Linked DNA regions of Oryctolagus cuniculus: region 1 is linked to region 2. A link is a contact called in public Hi-C data. All regions are on one chromosome and are shown on one strand. Each heading gives the region's core, a stretch centred on a gene start, on an enhancer-like site or on the middle of the called end of the contact. The rest is flanking DNA. Distances are from core to core; before and after follow the strand shown.

The links. A called contact is a pair of places that touch in the nucleus more often than the background predicts.
Region 1: a contact with region 2 is called in a Hi-C map of embryonic fibroblasts, with 9 times the contacts expected there. The contact joins two enhancer-like sites. A contact is called at or near these places in 4 of 6 Hi-C or Micro-C datasets (ear pinna, embryonic fibroblasts, skin fibroblasts and 1 more).

The regions. Positions count from the first base shown.
Region 1 is chr2:175,237,665-175,242,585 of mOryCun1.1, forward strand. No RefSeq gene overlaps it. Among named protein-coding and RNA genes, the nearest start is that of MRPL33, 16 kb to the left of the region's middle. Within about 2 kb of position 2,312, at least 1 of the 8 cell types and tissues checked has an H3K27ac peak or open chromatin away from gene starts, as enhancers often do.
Region 2 is chr2:174,536,703-174,541,726 of mOryCun1.1, forward strand. The region is part of intron 1 of FOSL2 (FOS like 2, AP-1 transcription factor subunit); the gene reads right to left. Among named protein-coding and RNA genes, the nearest start is that of FOSL2, 6.6 kb to the right of the region's middle. Within about 2 kb of position 3,204, at least 3 of the 8 cell types and tissues checked have an H3K27ac peak or open chromatin away from gene starts, as enhancers often do.

The sequences.
Region 1 (4,921 bases), core at 1,062-3,561, 700 kb after region 2:
CGTTACTGGGCCGGGGGAACCAGCAGAAGATGGTTGGAGTGCTGGGTCATTCACCCACATGGGAGACCTGGATGGAGTTCCAGGCTCCTGGCTTCAGCCGGTCCCAGCCCCAGCCATTTAGGAAATGAACCAGCAGATGGAGGATTTCTCTCTCTCTCTCTCTCTCTTTCTCTCTCTCTCTCTCATACATAAAATATTAATGGCAGCTTCCTGAGCAGATGGGTCCCTGAGGTGGCTGCTCTGATCCCCAGCTGCAGACAGGAGGCAGCGCCCTCCACAGGTCCTGAGACAACTCTGACCCACCAAGGGGAAGCACACAACCTGCTTTCATTTGCCTGTGAAGCAAGAGTCTGGGGAGCTTCAGATGGTTTTGATGCCGTGTGGCGGGCAGCCAGAAGGAAAGGCAAGTCCCCGTCACGTCTGGTTTTGGGGACACTGAGCCATTTGAAATGAAGGAGGCAAAGCTTTCACAAGGTGTCTTCTCTGACTTGGAAATAATTGGGCCTGGTTTAATTTGGTGCACGGTGAAGTTACAGAGCTACGTGATGGCTCAGTGTGCTTTGCAGTTCCCAGAGTCACTAATTAGCTCTATGACTTACAGGTTAATGAGATAAAACATTTATAAATCAAGTTGATGGCTGATGCAAGGAGAAAGCCCCCAACTCTGGCTCTACCACACTAACGCTTTACAATCTCATTCTTTCCCGTGGTCAAATTGATTATGTATGAATGTATACGAACAAATGTACAATCATAAAATTCATGCTTCAATTATAAACTACCTTGCCCAAGTCGCCCTTCTAAATTTATTCAACACCAATAAGAAAGTTGATCGTTAATTAATTATTAACAAAAGTAATCCCGCCAGTATGAACTGATGTGGTGAAAGGTTTAGGTGCGAACCTTCCCACAGAGCAAACGTCTATCTGGTACGTTCAAACAACACGTTCCTGAAAATCTGCACGTAAAGTAAACCTCAGAAATAAAACTGCAGGTTTCACTCACTGAAACGACTGGGGAGCCTGGGGCTTAGAGACTTGGGGTGACCCCTGTGATGCACAGGACTCTGTCCCGTCTCCATGCTGCACCTGTGTCAGGCCGGTCTCCCTGTGGTTACGAGCACAGGCCCACAATACCTTGGCTTGACCACTTTTCTAGCTCTGCCTCCTTGGGCAAGTTTAAAGGCTCCATGCCTCCATTTCTGCATCTCTAAAGTGTGGATAAGACAGACTCTTACCTCCTACAGCTTTTCTGAGAATGAAACATGGTAACGGGTAACAGGAGTGAATGTGGTAACAGGGCCAGGCACAGTTAGTGCTCCATCAGTTGCAATGATGACAGGTGGAGTGGCACCTAAGTGTTCAGACTTGCCTCCCCGCGTCTTTTGCAGAGAATCTGCAGTTTTGAAATATGGTGTAGTAAAACCAAGACCTTTGCCATCTGCAATGGATACAGTTGCACATCGTCAAGCTTGGCCTTTTGGAGTGCACTGTTCCTTTTGGATACTTCTCTTTCCTCCCTCACAGAATCTTTTTTTCTAAGTTAGAAGATTAAAAGATCCCTGCTGGGGCTGGTGCTGTGGCGTAGCAGGTTAAGCTGCCACCTGTGACACGGCATTCTATATGGACGCTGGTTCATGTCCTGGCTGCTCCACTTCTTATCCAGCTCCCTGCTGATATGCTGGGAAGGCAGCAGAGGATGGCCCAAGTGCTTGGGCCCCTGCACTCACACAGGAGACCTGGATGAAGCTCCTGGCTCCTGGCTTCAGCCTGGCCCAGCTCTGGTTATTGCGACCATTCTGGGAGTGACCAGCAGATGGAAGACCTCTCTCTCTCTCCTTCCTTGTGACTTCCAAAAGGAATAAACAAATCTCAAAAAGGAAGGAAAAAAGCAAGCAAGCCCAGGCAGTCTTCCGGTCCTAGTTGGCAGCTTTGGTGGCACAGAGGAAATTTCTAGATCTTCCGACTCTCTGATCCTTCCGGCTGGCCCCATTTCCTCCTGGAACAGCGCGTGGGAAGCACGAGCTGATGGAGGCAGAATCTCAGAACAGCCATCCCCCTGCCGGGTGCCCGCTCTGTGTACATTCCCAGCAGGTAAGCGCGGTCACTTTAGCTGCAGGTCACAGAGCACAAGACGGTAGCTGAGGGTGAGCGATCACTCTCAGCCCTGCTGCTCAGAGCTCTGCTGTTCCTTGAGTCAAAAGCAGAAAGGGTCAAGGAAAGAAGAGGAAGTTGAAACTCTACAAAGAGCAGGGCCGTGCAGCTGCAGTCCAACTTGGCCCAGCCCTACTGACCTTGCCTTTGTCCTCGAAGAACAAGACAAGCTTTGGACTGCCGATTGCATCAGTTGTTACCCATCTGCGCCTCCCTCCTCCACCCCCGGAAGTGGTTAGGAGGATTAAGTAACAGTTTCTGAGGCAATCAGGCGGGGAGGTGGGAGGTATGGAGACTATCTCACTCCTTCCACCCAGGCCCCACCCAATAGACTCTGCTCAAATTCAAGTCCATGAAGGGCAAGTAGGCATCTGCGCCAGGGTCGTCCCCACGGTCCCAAGACGGCCAGTAATCCCTTCTCTCCCTACCTGGGCACGGGTGGGGCGATGTGTAGGACTTTTGAATCTTCTGTTTTGGCCAAGGTGAGACCCAGAACCTCAGATTGTTAGAGACAACAAGCCGATGTTGTATTTGACAAACAAGACCCAGAGAAGTGAAACGACTTGCTGGAGGGCCCATAGCTCAAGTGCATCCGTGTGCCCAGACCACAGCTCTCATCTGTTCTCCTGCACAGTGAACAACCAAAGGAGCAGAGTGTTCAGACTTCCGGTCCTTGGATGGAAGACAGCACCAGAAGGGAGCGTTCAGTGGTTAATGAGGTCACATTTAGGCTGGGCAGTAGGATGCACGGGAGATTCTTAGAAGTGAGGTTTATAGCACAGCCGTTACAGAGAATAGGATGGAGGCTCCTCCAAAAACTCAGCGCAGGTCTAACGTCTGACCCAGCCACCCCACTTCTGAGCGTCTCTCTGAAGGAGCAGGAAGGAGATCTCTGCACTACGAATTCCTTGCAGCACTATTCACAACAGCCAAGATAGGGAGTCAGCTAGATGCCCGTCAATGGACGAATGGGTAAGGGAGACGTGGGATGGACACACAGTGAAGAATGATTCGTCATTAAAAAGAAATCCAGGCATTTGCAGCAAACTGGCCAGAACTGACATCCTTATATAACATGAAGTGAGCCAAACCCAGAAGGACAAGCACCATGTATTATCTATCATATGTGGACGTCTTCAGTCCAGGTCTTGATGGAAAGCAGGCCGGTTGCAGGCTGAGGTGAGAGAGCAGCACGTTCTGGAACACGATGGAAACCCAACAGGCCTGCACCTAGCCCAGGCCTCTAGGGCTGCTGAAGCAGAGAAGCAGGGGTTTCAGGCTGAACTGAACTAGTAGGACCAATTACGGGGGCCGGGCGACAGCCAGTAGTAGCATGGATGTCCAGAGTACTGGGTTGAGACCAGAAACTACTCATGGTGTATACGGATTTAAAGAGAGTATTAGAAGTTAGATGTGAACGCAGATTCACACAGATACTACTCGGCAATGTGCACCCCAATGTGCAGTTCCACTGGTAATCCATGGAGTGGCCCGCTTCCCGGGTCTGCTACCACTGAGACACGCGCCTCCGTGAGCCTCAGCTGATGAGGGGTCTGAGCTGGCTCCTCCTCTTCCCACGGCGCTTGTCTAAAAACCACTGTCTTAGGCCCCTAACCTAAGAGCTGCTGGTGACTTCCGGTGTCCTGCAGTTTTGGGCTTCTTCTGAGCCCTGGAAACCTGGTGCTGAAAGTATGACACGGACTTGATGGACACTCGGGCCTTTTGGCACCTGCTATTTTGCTGAAGGTGACGTGTTCTTTGACCAGCGTCGGGGACTACCCACAGTCTCATAACCTTTCTGAACGCGAGCTTGCTCATGTTCTCATGCTGCCACCCAGTTCCTGGGAGATCAAAAATTTCCTGTCCATGGTGGGGATCTGGCACCACAGTTAAGCTGCCAATTAAGATGTCCATGTCTTGTACCAGAGGACGTGAGTTCCAGTGCTGGCTTCGGCCCCCCATTCCAGTTTCCTACCTGCACCCTGAGAGGCAGCAGGTGATGGCTCAACTGGCTGGGTTCCTGCCCCCCATGTAGGACACCTGGATTGAGTTCCCAGCTCCTGGCTTTGACCTTGCCCAGCCCCAATGTTGTGAGCATTTGGGGTGAAACAGTGAATGGGAGTGCTCTTTCTCTTTCTATCTCTGCATCTTATATTTAAAAATATATATAAATTCTAATCACCTCTCTGATTAAAGTTTAACTTTTAAAAAAAGGTGTATTTGCTTGTTTATTTGAAAGGCAGAGTGACAGTCAGATCCTTTAGCTGCTCGTTCACTCCCCCAAATGCCCACAACAGCTGGGGTGGGCCAGGTGGAAGGCGGAAGCCAGGAACTCCATTGAGGTCTCCTATATGGGTGTCAGGAACCCAAGTACTTGGGTCATCATCTGCTGCCTCCCCAGTGCATTAACAGGAAGCTGGATCAGACGTGGAGGCAGAACTCGATCCCAAGCGCTCTGATATGGGATGTGGGCATCCCGAGCAGTGACTTAACCCCACCGCACCAAAATACCCACCTTGAAGGCTCAACTTTTATTTTGGAACTGCTTTTTCGATTGTCCATAATCACCTCATGGGAGCGAGAAGACTCCTTTTAGCTCAGTGTAGACCTGAGTTTTTCCAGCTGACCCCACCAGTGCCCTGTGCACCCAGATCCACCCTCTGTGGGATGGACTCCAGGAAGGACCCCTCGGGTCCACCCGAAACCAGCGGAATCAGGCTTCAGTGTGCCCGAAGGGCTCCCCTCTTAGGTCACCAAGCCCCTCGAGA
Region 2 (5,024 bases), core at 1,954-4,453:
CCCCTGACCTTAAGCAGCAGTCAACTCCAGTGCTCAGGTTGCAGGGGACGGGATCGGAGAGAAAAGAAGAAAGGCAAAACTCAGACCGGAGACAGTCTCCGTGCCCGGGGCCAAGGGAAGCGGCTCTCACGCGTCAGCTTGGGTCTCTGAACCCTGAGCTGAAGGTCAAGCCCATGCGAGCCTTGCCGTGGGTCTTTGGGAACCCGGGATCTCCCTAAGGTGCCGTGGAGCTGTCCTGTCAGCGCCTGGTTGCTCTCATCCGTGGCCCCGGAGATAGACGGCCAGGGACAGAGGACCGACTGCAGCACGCCAGCCAGAGCCCGTGGCCCAGCAGTTGCTGATGGCAGAAAAGATTCTTTCAAGACAAGTGCAGGGCCCTGGATTTAGAAATGAGGCTCTCGCCTGGGCCTCCGGCCACAGGGTGTCAGACAGAGGGTCCGTGCCCCCACCTCCCACAAGGCCACAGGGCAGACAGCTGCTCCAGAGGCTGTCGAGCTGAGTTGGAGGTGACGGCTGGCGGTCCCGGCCCGCCCCTCTGCCGGGCACTTCTCCACCGCAGTGATGCCTGCAAGCCAGGAGTCCCGGAGGACTCTGGGCCCCGCCTCACCAGGCAAGCAGGTCTGCCTGTGCGTGTCCAGGGAAGCACTGGCAGCTTTTTCAGAACCCCTGCTTTCGAGTCCCATGATGGGAAAAGGAAAATTCCAACAGCAACCCAGACGATGACCTCGGGGGAAGACACAAGGCCAGGGTCAAGGCTGCCTCCGCCCATGACCTCCCCGCGGAGGTGCAGTGAGGGCTCCCTCCACTCGTCTGATGAACAGGGGCCACTGTGGCCCAAAGCCCTCATCAGGCAAGCCAACCAGTCCTCACGGACTGCCCCGGACGGCCCTCGGCTCCTCTCCGAGGGAACGCCACGCCCGTCGGGGTGGAAACGTGGCTGCGCACCCAACCGTTCCCCAGAGCTCGCAGCATTACAAGCACCACAGCGGGTGCCCTGCCTCCCCCAGCCTCTTCTCAACGACACCAGCCTCCCTCTCTCGTGGGCTGCAGGAAAGCAGGGGAGACGAGACAGACCCAGGAGAAGATTTTGTGTCTTCTCTCTGGGGCCCAGGGGGCCAGGGTGGGGGTGGCACAGGCAGCTTCGCTTCAGTCGGGGCCGCTGCCAGTATTTTGAAACGTGGTGGCCACCAAAGTTATCACACACAGCTCGGGAGAGACCTGCCCGCACTGCTTCTCCCTTTTTCTTATGTTTCATAAGCCAGGGTGTGAGCGTTCTCAAAACCAGCATCTTTATTTCTGTTTTCACAGACAGAAAAAGAATCCGAGGCATAGGTATGTGCTGGCCCCGAAGGTGGCAGCTATGGGGCGCTCTGTCCCGGGGGACATTCTCCCGGCAGACTCCAGGACTCCGAGTCACATAGCTACCTTGGATCCAGCCTGACCACCCAGACTTTGTATGTCATGGCTTCCAAAGAGCTTTTGGTGAGGTCCAAATATCAAACTCACCCTTCAGAGGACAAAGATTCCTCACGAGGAAGATTTTCAGAAGAAATTCTAGAGAGCCATTCAACGAGAAGCCTCGCGGAGCCTCCCGGACCTGACCCACGGCCGCGGCCGCGTAGGCTTTGTCAGGGCCAGCAGTGATTAGGATGTGTTAGTTCCAGGGCGCTGCTATGACAGTGGAGAGGAAGAGGCAGACACCCCAGCTTCCCAGCCAGTCACCCTGAAGAATGAGACGGGCAGGAATACTCACACAGGAGTGGAAATGCATGCGGGGCCCGGCATAGGAACATTCAGCGGCCACTCAGACAATACTTGACTGCTGTTTCACCCCATTCACTTTGATGAAAAAGTGGAGCTGACTTCCACCACCAAGAATCAGCGGAACAGACAAATTCCTGGGATAACATTTTGTTTGATCCTAATCTACAACATCTGTCAGATCAAGGCAAAAGAAAAGAAAGCACCCAGACCCTTACTCTACACCCCCACCTCCCCTCCAGCTCTATATGACACCCCCTCCCCAACACAAACACATCAAGAAAACAAGCCTTGGGAATTTGAAAACATCGTGCTGGCATCCTAGGGAACACACAGACACCAATGGAGGGAAAGAAAAAAAGCACTCCTGTTTCAATCTGGTTTTATTTAGAGCAAAACAAAACAAAACAAGAAACTCATTTTGGAGTCATGAAGTTCCTAGTTGGCCACTGTTCCATAGATGGCATTTATTTGTCCCTAATTGAAAAGAAAAAAAAATATCCTAAGAATTCTGAAAACGAACCAAGTGAACACTCTGGGGCTGGAAAAATACATCCCCGAGAGAGTGCTTCTGAAAACCTCCTGTAGGGGGCACTAGAGAGGTGTGAGTGAGGCTGGCTTGGGAATGGCAGTCATTTCTGGTAAAAGTTCTTTGATGTGAGGAATGTCCCAGCCTGGTACAGTTGGCAAAAGTTCACTCCGGGGAATTTTGTGTGTGTGTGCGCGTGTGTGTGTGTGCGTGTGTGTCTGTCTTGGGAAAGGGTGGTTAAGGAAGAGAGTAGTCTGCTATTCCTTGGTTCCAAAAAGGAAACAGCACCCTCTTTCCTCCTTGATTTATTTTCGCAAGTTATCTGAGAAACAGACAAATAGCAGCCTTGGAAAAGTTCTGGGTCTTGTTTTTGTTTTGCTTTTTCATTAAGAGGGGGCCCAGCTGATGAAAACACGTTATGAAATGACCTGTGTTTGTGTAACCGGCTGGATTGCGTAATGCCCAGGCCCTGACTCCACAACCGTCCAGCAGCTGAGCAGGGCATATATCTGGGAGGTGTTTTCCTAGGAAAGTTAGGAGCGAGACAACAACAACAAAAAGAAAAAGGCCGGGAGGGGGAGGTGTGTGCCACCAGGACCGACAGAACAAAATCACCAATGACCACGCTTTGAGATTAAAACTACAACTGGAACAGGAAATATTTTTCATGCTTTAAGTTCCTGCCATCTACAAGAACAGAAGCTTTAACAAAGAGTTGTCTGCTCCCTCCCACCCTGCCCCCAACCCCACTGGCTTTGGAAGTCACGGCCATGTGTGAAGATCCAGCCTTGGGTAGCTACGGGGGAGAGGGAAGCAACAGACTTATGGGGAAGACTGCAGCCCTCCCAGAGAGACACCTGGGGAAAAACAATATGCACTTGTTCAAGGAGAAAAACCAGAGCAGTGTCTTGGGCTGACTGGTCCCTGGTGATGCCATAAAGCAGCAAGGCCCATCTACTGCCAGAAAGTCTCCCAGTAAAGGAAGCTGAGAGAAATAAAGTGATTATAGGTTTTATCTGGTGTATAATAAAGTTACCTGGAGCCTGGGATCGGGTGGGGTCATGGTACAGACCTGCTAAGTAACAAAGGCCTCTGAGGTCAGCCCTTGGGACCACAGAATTCTGTTCAAAGTGGGGCGACCATGGAAAAGTCCTCCCCTGCCCACAACCGCCAAGCGCCAAGGAGCGGCGGACTGAGAAACTCAGCCGAAGCAGCATTCCCTTGCCAAGGCTCTGGTCTGAAACACGCCTCGCTCCCGCTGCCGGGCCCATCGGGCAGGCGTCTGAGAACCCCGTGCACTGGTTGTTGCTAATTGCAAAATCCTCATGTGTTACAGCATGCCAGGAATTAGCCAACAGCTGCTTTTTGCTTCGGTAATGAGGCCCCATTACACTGCTGGACGGACTTCTCTTCCTTCTTCCTAGCACTGGTTTCCTGTCTGATTTTCTTCCAAAACAGGGAATCGCCTCGGCTCACATCCTGGGCTCGAAGCCCTAGTGACACAGATTACTCAGTTGGGGCACTGATGTCCGGTCTGACTTCCCATCCAGGCCCCGGGGTCTGAGCGAGGCCAGGCAGCGAGACAGGCTGTAATATTTCAATGATCGCTGGCACCCATGTGTTGGCCAAAGGGACAGAGAAGCAACCTGAAGACCTCTTCCTGATTCGGGGAGCGGGAGGTGAGGAGGGGGCTGTTGGGGGTCCTGTTGACCGGGAGTGAGGGACTGGGCATATAAATGGCCCCAGTCCCTAATGATATTTGAACTCAACAACAACCCAGGGAGTTGGGAAGCAAACTTAACCAACAATCTTTCAGATAAAATGTTCCATGAATTACCTTGGTGTACCCTCAATGATTATGGGTGCCTATGGGGAACCTGGAAAGAACCCAGAAAAGCCATTTGGGGGACTCAGCAGGTCTGAGGAATCGCTTTGGGACGAGGGAGCCCTCCTCTGATCCAGAAGAGAGCCCTGTTCCCACTCTACCTTCCCCGCTCCGCTCCCCCCTCCCTGCACACCCACAGCAGCCCCTCCTGTCTGGCTGGCTTCAGAGGCGGAGGCCAATGCCCCGGCCTTACCCAGCGACTCCTGCTGCAGCCAACTTGGCTAGGGACTCCACAGACGCCGACCAAAGTGGCTTCAAGTGGCAGTGGGCCTGGGAGGGGGCGTTCACCCAGCTCCCCCAAGGGACAGAGCCGGCGAGGGGGGGGGGCTGCTGCTGAGGGCAGGCTCCCCACAGGCACCCTTCTGGTATTTATAGGCACAGAACAGACACAAACCCTCCGGTGCAAACCAGTCCGGCTGCTTTAGAAACAAGTTGTTTTTCTGCTTCCCGAACCACCCAGGGTCCTAAGTGATGTCTCTTTCCCCCATCCCTCTCCACTGGCCACCTGGCTCCAGGTACCCCCAGAACCTCAAGGTGCTCCTTCCTCCCCACGGGGCACACTTCCAATCAAAGGCGGCCTCTTCCTTCCTGATTCCCAGCGCAAACCCTCGCCTCTTGAAGGAACCCAACAACCATGTTTCTGAGTCCCCGACCTCTTGGAGAAAGGAGCTAAGTCGGATGCAGAACGGAAGACGGGAGGGAGAGGGGTTCCCCACGGGACTAGGGTCCCCGGGCGCCGCGAGCGGCCGGCGGGTGCCAAGATCTTTTCGTGGGTCCACCCTGGAGACAGAAGGGGGAAGGGGACCGGGTGTTCTTGGAAGGAGGTAACAGGTTCCCCGGGCGTGGGGG